2 separate regions of the Mus musculus genome follow, and region 2 is linked to region 1. A link is a contact called in public HiChIP or PLAC-seq data. All regions are on one chromosome and are shown on one strand. The core of a region is the stretch at or near the end of the contact, and the rest is flanking DNA. Distances in the headings are between cores, read along the strand shown. Region 1 has its middle 26 kb from the start of Gm38509. Region 2 overlaps Sox2ot (SOX2 overlapping transcript (non-protein coding)).

What was found. HiChIP or PLAC-seq counts read pairs in DNA pulled down with a chosen protein or histone mark.
Region 2: a contact with region 1 is called in an H3K27ac HiChIP or PLAC-seq map of embryonic stem cells, with 17 read pairs. The contact joins two enhancer-like sites. A contact is called at or near these places in 6 of 39 promoter capture datasets (embryonic stem cells, liver and stem cell-derived epiblast-like cells), 1 of 15 datasets of contacts at CTCF or cohesin (embryonic stem cells), 30 of 484 Hi-C or Micro-C datasets (embryonic stem cells, liver, reprogramming fibroblasts and 2 more), 13 of 115 datasets of contacts at active chromatin or transcription factors (embryonic stem cells, epiblast stem cells and stem cell-derived neural progenitor cells) and 1 of 9 other capture datasets (embryonic stem cells).

What each region holds. Positions count from the first base shown.
Region 1 is chr3:34,744,066-34,748,113 of GRCm38.p6, reverse strand. No RefSeq gene overlaps it. Among named protein-coding and RNA genes, the nearest start is that of Gm38509, 26 kb to the left of the region's middle. Within about 2 kb of position 2,748, at least 6 of the 459 cell types and tissues checked have an H3K27ac peak or open chromatin away from gene starts, as enhancers often do. A contact at or near this core is called in embryonic stem cells, where this site is marked.
Region 2 is chr3:34,641,263-34,645,271 of GRCm38.p6, reverse strand. All of the region lies in intron 3 of Sox2ot (SOX2 overlapping transcript (non-protein coding)), which reads right to left. Among named protein-coding and RNA genes, the nearest start is that of Mir1897, 4.8 kb to the right of the region's middle. Within about 2 kb of position 2,486, at least 71 of the 459 cell types and tissues checked have an H3K27ac peak or open chromatin away from gene starts, as enhancers often do. A contact at or near this core is called in embryonic stem cells, where this site is marked.

The DNA of each region.
Region 1 (4,048 bases), core at 1,499-3,998:
TTTGGAAAAGGACTGCCCAGTTTAGAAGAATTTTAGAGTAACTCACGAATCAGCTAACCCAGTCAAAAGATTACTCACTTAAGAATGATATAATTACTTTCAGTTTGCTTAAAGCCAGGAAAAGTTGACACAGTGATTAAAGGGAAAACGAGAGAGAGAGAAAAAAGAGAGTTACATTCTACAGACTAACTTCAGGCTGTTCCAAGGAGCAGGCCCGAGGCTTATTTGAGGAAAGATTATCTTGACAAATTAGATAAACATTTTCTGCATGACAGCATGCTGATGGAGAGTCGCTCAACGAGCGCACCTGGCGGTGGTTGGCTTCGTGTTTGACCAAGGTGTTCAGTTTGCCCGAGTTCTCCCAGGGGCTTTGTTTACCATTCTACAGGTAGGGGCAGAGCCAGGGAGGCCTTGGTAACCGTTGTTGGGTTGTTGGGTTGTTGGGCACTGCAGATGTCTTACCCCACCCCAGCCCTACCCCCACATCCCCTTTTGGGCCAAAACAGCTCTTGACTAGACTGAGCAATGAAAGCCAACAGCAGACTCAACAAACAGGCCCAAAGTCTAGTGTTCCCAAGGTAAATAAATGCACCCACACCCCTTCCCCTTGCCCTCTTCCAGTCAGTAGAGATGGAGAGAGCAGCTCACTCGGGGAACTGCCATGGCCCCAAGGCCTCCACCACACTGTGTCATATGGGTGCTGGGAAAGGAAGGAGTCTCATGAGTCTCACTCTAGGCCAGGCTGCCTGGCCCCCAGTGGCTGTGGACATGGGGGGATGGGGTAGTCTCCCTCTCAGTTGTCTCAAGTTCTCTGGTCATTACAGATGTCTGCAATTCATGGCATCTGTGAAGAGCAGTCACTTTCTGGAGAGAGGAAGAAAAGGAATGGCCTCCTACCTCTGGGATTTCCACATTTTGTTTTGGCTGAGACAAGATCTTGCTGTATAGTCCAGGCTGGCCTAGAACTTGCAATCTTCCTGTCTCAGCCTGGCTGATGCTGAGATGACAGGCATTTACCGCCACCTCAACTCACTCCTCCACTCACCTCCCAAGTCCCTCTTTTTTTTTCTCCTTCCTTCCTCTCTCTTTTTAAAAAATTTTTTTATTTTAGTTTTATTTTTTTGAAACAGCTCATATAGCCTAAACTGACTTCAAACTTTCAAACTTCTTAGCCTTTTTTGAACTTCTGATTCTCCTGATCCCACCTGCCCATGGTGGGATCAGATTACAGGCATGTACCATCAGACCTGACCTTCCGTGCTGTGGGAGACCGAATCTAGTGTCATACATTTTGGGCATGGATGTTCTAATACTGAGCTACACTCTCAGCCTTTCCTTTGTTTTTAAGGGTTAATAATGTACCCATTTTAGAAGCTTTTGAAAAGTGCTACAATAGTTAACATTAGGATATATGGAGCACACCTTTAATCTCAACACTTGGGAGGCAGAGGTGGAATATGTGTGAATTCTAGGCCAACCTGGTCTACATAGCAAGTTCTAGGCCATCTGGAGCTACACAGTAACCGCCTGTCTCAAGAAGAGAGAGACAGAGACAGAGAGAGACTATAGACTGTATCCTTTTTAGTGGAAACAAGGATTGTGTGTATAGAGTGTGCTATACTGGAGATTTGCAGCTGACCAGGGCTGCCAAGACAGACGGGTCAGTGGGTAAAGGCTACTTGCTGCCAAGCATGACAAACTGAGTCCAATATGTGGTAGAATGAAAGAGCCAATTCTAGAAGTTTCTCTCTTACCTCTACAAACAAGCCATGGCTCATTTTCATGGACATGTGCACATATACACACATGCACACAATGAGAGAGAGAGAGAGAGAGAGAGAGAGAGAGAGAGAGAGAGAGAGAGATGTGTTTGACTGCATGTATGTCTGTGCACCACATGTATGTAGTGCCTGAAGAGACCCCAGGAGAACCTTGGATCCTCTGGAACTGGAGTTAAAAGTGATTATGACTGATCACATAGGTGCTGGATCAATCCCAGGTCCTCTGGAAGAGCATGCCATACCATCTCTTTTTTGTTGAACCAACTTTCTAGCCCCACCCCCATGCCCCCAAAAAATTTACAGCTGGACCTGGTATTGCATGCCCATAATCCAACCTCTCAGCCAGCGTAGGGATCAGAAATCCCCAGGGCACTGCTCTTTGTGTGTGTGTGTGTATGTGTGTGTGTGTGTGTGTGTGTGTGTGTGTGTGTGTGTGTACACTTGAGGCCGAGATGGAAGCTAAGCAAGGGCTTGTTTGGATGAAGGAGGAATGGCAATGAGAGGAGAGGCAGCCGGGTATGGTGGCACACGCCTTTAATCCCAGCACTCGGGAGGCAGAGGCAGGCGGATTTCTGAGTTTGAGGCCAGCCTGGTCTACCGAGTGAGTTTCAGGACAGCCAGGGCTACACAGAGAAACCCTGTCTCGAAAAAACAAAAAAACAAAACAAAACAAAACAAAAACAAAAAAAAACAAAAAACAAAAAACAAAAAAAAAAAAAGGAAAGGCATCCTTCATTTTAGCCTCTAATCTGGTAAATAAATGAGATAAATGGGGCATCGGGTCAGTATAAGAGGGTGATCAGGAAATACTCATCGCTTGAATTCCTGAAATTGGGGGTGTCATTTAAACACTCAATGAAAGAATTTATGCAGAGTGGCTTGTGCAGTGGGTGGAGTCAGTCTGACTGCAGTGGAGGTAGAAAAACTGAGCTCTGTGTACCTGCCCATCCCTCCTTAGGACAAAGGCTGTGTAATCTGAGACCATGAAGGGGAATCAGTCCTTGGTAGACCAGTTTATCAGAGCCATTAGGACACTTAGTTATCTCCTTCTGAAGTTCCCATACGTTTCCAGGAATAAAGGACCATGTGCTCCTGAGGGAGGGGCAGGTGCTCTTGAGGAAACTAAAAATTAAGAGGAGCTGTGTTCACACCCCAGTTCACTGGGCCGGACAGAAGTATGGTCACAGAGGAGTGGTTTTGTTTGTTTGTTTTAAAAAAAGACTGATTCAACAGAAAACTTTGTGACTTTTCTGAGTTCCATGATGGGATGGGACCTTTATGAAGTAGGAGGAGCTCTAACAGATTAAAATGATCTGGACTATGACACAGATGACTTTGTGAGGTGCTAAAAGGACTGGAGAGGAGATGAGGAGGAGAGTAACAGGCTCAAATCTTAGTCACCCAAATGTAGAGAGATTGTGTTGAGCTTGAGTTCCTAGGAAAATCCTGAGAGAAAGCCAACTCCTGTGCTTGTGAGTCTTTGGGAGGTCACAACACCTGACTAGCAGTTCTCCAAAGGATTAAATGAAATAAAAGACAGGGAGATACTCCCTTCCTACAACGTGTGGGAGAAGATATCCCAGGTAGGAACCACCAAGCTGCTTCCCCTCTCCTCAGACATTCATTTGTGGAGAGCATCACTGCTCCAGAGGAGAGGAATTCCCTCATCTGCTCAGATCCCTCTCTCTGTACAGTAGGCCTACCCCAGCTAGTCAGACTGCCACACACCTGGCTGCCTGCGTCTCATTTGTATCTCCAACTCAAGGACCTTATACATACTGCTTTTTTGGTTATCTCTGTCACACGGAGTGACAGTCATTGGGAAACATGCCATATCTTTAGAAAGATTCACCACATCTGAAATATGTAGGTGGCTGAGGCAGGAGGATCACTTCATGTTCAAGGTCAGCCTAGGCTACCCTGTGAACTCAATGCCAACCTGAGCCACAGGAGGCACTATCAAAAATAAAGACTGGAGGGATGGCTCAGTGGTTAAGAGTACATTCTGGTCTTACAGAGGATCCAAGTTCAATTCCCAGCAACCATTTGACAGGTCACAACTTTCTGTAACTCCAGTCCACATGACTGGCTTCCACATGTGGTGCATATGCATACATACATATATACATATAATACACATAAAATTCTATATGCATAAAATAAGAACAAGAGGATATATAAATACATACTGTGCCTTTTCTACTGCTGTGACAAAGCACCATGACCAAGGCAACTTATAGAAGAAAGAATTTATTGGGGCTTTGCAG
Region 2 (4,009 bases), core at 1,237-3,736, 100 kb after region 1:
TGTTAAACTTGGTAAGTGTGAGAGATGACTGACAGGGTCCATAATCCATGTTTCAAGATGCTACAAAGAGCAACCACAGACTTCTACCCCTTTTTGTTTACCATATGGATACAAGGTACACTGCTAATTTAAAATTGCTCAATCATATTTTTTTCTCCTTGTGTCTCTCCAGGATCTTGCCTTTAATTTTCAGAAGTGGTATTATATGAAACAAATGGACAAGGGGCTGTTGAAGCCTAGACCCAATTTTACCAAATAATTTCCCTCAAGAGCTGCAAGGACCCTTGAAACCTGCGGAATGCAGGGTGGTCTGCCCAGTGACCATTGTGCTCAATTCATTCCACCTCTCACTGATGAAGTAAATGCATTAAAAAAAAAAGAGTTTGGCAGTTAGAAACTTAACATATTTCCCTCTTGCTTTTAAATATATACATATATATATTAAAACTGCCTTTTTGAGTCTTCTGGGCTGTATGTAAAAAAAAATCACATGACTTACAATGGTTCATGTATTCTTAGATCTTTCAGATATTCCAGATCATTAATTTTTTTTTTCTGGGCAAAGGATTCACACTTCACTATTTTTCATTTCCATTTCATGAATTATCAACCCTGAGATTCTGTTTCTACCACTGCTGTTGCTGTCCAGGGGAAATGTAGTTTGCCCTTTAGATGATCTAATTGCTTTAAAGACAGAAATTCCCCTGTTAAAGACAAACCGGAGGCAGGAAGAGCAGCTACTGTTGGTCTTCAATTGCACTTCTGATTCTAAAAATCAGGGGTGTGTGTGTGGGGGGGTGGGGGATCACCAGAGAGTCCAAACACTCCAGAGAGACATTAGTCCTTTTGCACCTCCAAATCAACGCTTGGAAGTCTATGTATACACTTACTTGACAGCCAAATATTTTAGGCAATTCATCCTACCAAAGGCATACACATGTCCTCTTTTGTCCGATGGCCCTGATTGTTTCCCGTAATTTCAAGAAAAAGATGTTTCTTTAAAATTTTTCTAGCTGCAATTACTTTATTTAATTGTGCCATCTAAAAACAAACCCAAGCCCTTCCTTGAGGTTTTTCTGACCCATATTAAGTGACAGCAATGCAGGCCGGTGACATGTGACTGCTGCAGCAAAGTCCAAGGAGCTAGAACACTTAGCCTCGAGCTCTGTCTTTCCTCCGTGACCTCACATAACTTTCTGCTTTGTGTCACTCAAAAGCTTCCTTGCCGGAACCTCTACCCGGTGGCGACGGGACAACAGAAAGTGATAAGCCTCGGAAGGCAAGGGTCTTAGGGATGCCTAAGAGCAGGCCGAAGGAAGGGGGAGATTTGCTTCACTGCACTGGACTGCTTTTCTTTTTTTTTTCTTTTTGCTTTCAGGGAACAGAGGAAAGCTTTCCACCTGTAGCATGACAAGAAGCCAAAGCAAACCTGCGTGGTGAAAGTCACCCACAATCACCACCAGACCTAAAGGAAGCCAAGGCTACTGTGGTTCGTGCTAAAGAGCTGTGAATCGGTATGCTCCCATTTCTGGGCGGGCTGGCATCCTTCAGGCCTTCTGCTGACATCAGGAGGTCGCTTCCAAAAGCTCTTCTAACCTCAAAGGCAATGTCTGAGAACGTCAGCTTTCCCTGAGGCCCACTTCTGCTTGGCCTCAGCATCCCTCCCAGCCCAGGCTCAGAATTGGGCTTCCAAACCCATCCTTACAGAATTCTTAGATCGCTGGCCTGATAATCTTTAAAGCCTTCTTCTTAGCTGGGGCTCTGACTTTTATCTCTCCTCCCACCCTTCTTGGATTTTTGTTGGCGGCCCCCACTCCTTCTTCCTCTCTCACCCCCCCTCCCTTAATTTGGAGATCACTGACACGCTATGCTGTAATGAGTCCTTCAGAAACTGTTATGATCTATGGTGACAGTCTCTACACCTAATTCACAGCTTATTGACAAGCACCGTGGGCTCAATGGTGTCAAGTTGTACTTGTGGTATCTGCACTCTTCAGCAGCCCACGTAGCTGCTGGGCTCTGGTTCTGGAGCCACAGCTTGGCAGTTTATTGAGAGATGATGATCTGTCTGGAGCTCTGCTCCTTTCAGTCTGGTCCGGTTCTTTCCCTGGCTCTTTGTCTGGGACTTAAATTCTAGGAGCTAAAGGTTTTCCAGAAAAAAAAAAAAAAAAAAAAAAAAAAGAAAGAAAGAAAGAACCCCGAACAAGAAGACTAAACTCAATAAACGAAAGCTCATCCTCGAACCTGGATCTTATTAATAAGCCTTGTCCCTGCCCCATCTCCAAATAGCCTGCCCAAGTCCAAACCACACACCCTGCTTCTCAGCGTTTTAAGCTTGGGAGGTAGGGAGGGAGAAAAGAAGGAAGGAAGGGTTGAGGACTTGGCCTGGACTCAGTGGACCTAAGCTAAGTTGGCCCACCCGGCTGGCTGGCTCACAGGATCTCGAAAGACTCACTACTTTACAAAGCAGGGCGCCCAGCCAACCCGCCAGGGCTCAAGCCTGGATGCCGCGGCTACAGACCCAAAGCGCCTGCCACGCCCCTAAAGGGTACAGCGCGGCTGGGGAGATCCGGCGGGATGCCAGCCCCAGGAGGCTCTGCCTTCTTGGAGATCTCAGTCCCTGTTTGGCGGCCTTCCTAGTCTCCAAAGGTGGAGGGGCCTCCTCCCGGCTGGCAGTCCTGTGGCGTGGGATTGGGGCCGGGGCTCAGCCACCTGCGGCTGCAGAATCACAATGCAACCGAGCATGGGTGGCGCGCTCAAGCCTGGCTCACTGCTTTTTGCTCAACCTGGCTGTGCATTCTCCACCGACATGGCTTAGTTGCGGACTTAGTGGGCTGCACGCCTGTCCCCTCTGACCTTTGCCTAGGTTTTCTGTCCGTATGCTGGAGAGAAGACTCCTTCGCCGACAATTCTTCCACACTCCGCAATGGCGGTTGTCTAACCCTTTTGCAGTCCGCTTCCGAGGCAGGACCTGTTCTTGGTTTCTCTACTCTTCTGCTTCGCGAGACAGATGACCGCAGCGCTGGGACCCAGGACGCCCAAGAAGCGTCCCCCAGGCTCCTCGGTGCGCGTGGGGGGTCGCGAGGCTAGTCTCAGGTTGGGATTTCCCTAACCAGGCCTAGCCTCTTCGTGGAAAAAGGGTGGAGGTGCCGAGGCAACGGCTCCTGAATGTCCATCATTTCGACCGACTGTCGGGTAGATTTCTCAAAAATCCCCTCTCGTCCGAGATCCGATCCCGGAATCAGATGAGAGGGCACGTCATCGCGCGGAGCAGCTCCTTTAAAAACCATCTTGGATCCGCTAATCTGGAGCAGGAATAAACACACCCTCAACAGCAGATTTGCAGGGATATGGCATTAAATGTGCAGAATGCTATCCTGTTAGGATATGTTAAGCTAGTTTCTGATGGCAAGCCCTAACCTTGCTGATAAAAGTTAAAACGGCAAACATGTCCCCGAAGTAGGAAATGGCCATTTTGTTCATTTGTTGATTTTTTTTAAATTTTAAACTAAACAAACCAACATTTCCCGCTTTGTTGGGAAGTCAGAGGCTGTGTTCTTTTTGTAGCCGGCCTTTCTGAATCAGTCACAAGGCGGCTACTTTCCCTCCCTCGCTGACAGAAGTTACAACTCTTTCTTACACAGACAGGTTTGGAAGTATTAAATAAAACAAATCAAAACTGTTTCCAGGACAACTTGGAGTCCTAACCAATAAAATGTATCACAGACCAATCTTCCCTGAAATTCTACATTGATATCAAAGTAGAAAAAGACACCTGTTTGGTAGACAATAGCTGTATTTAACCGATTGCCAGGAAGGAAAAGTTTGATCAAGAGTGGTTTGAGGCGAGGGAAGAGGAGGGGAGGTAAATACTTGAAGGAGAGACAGGACTTTTAATTACATTCTGGAATTAATAATCAAATATAAACGAGTTACTTCATCCACTAGACACCCAAGCACTTTATATTTGGAAACCTTGTATCTGAACCGCAGCTGGCGCTTAAGCGAA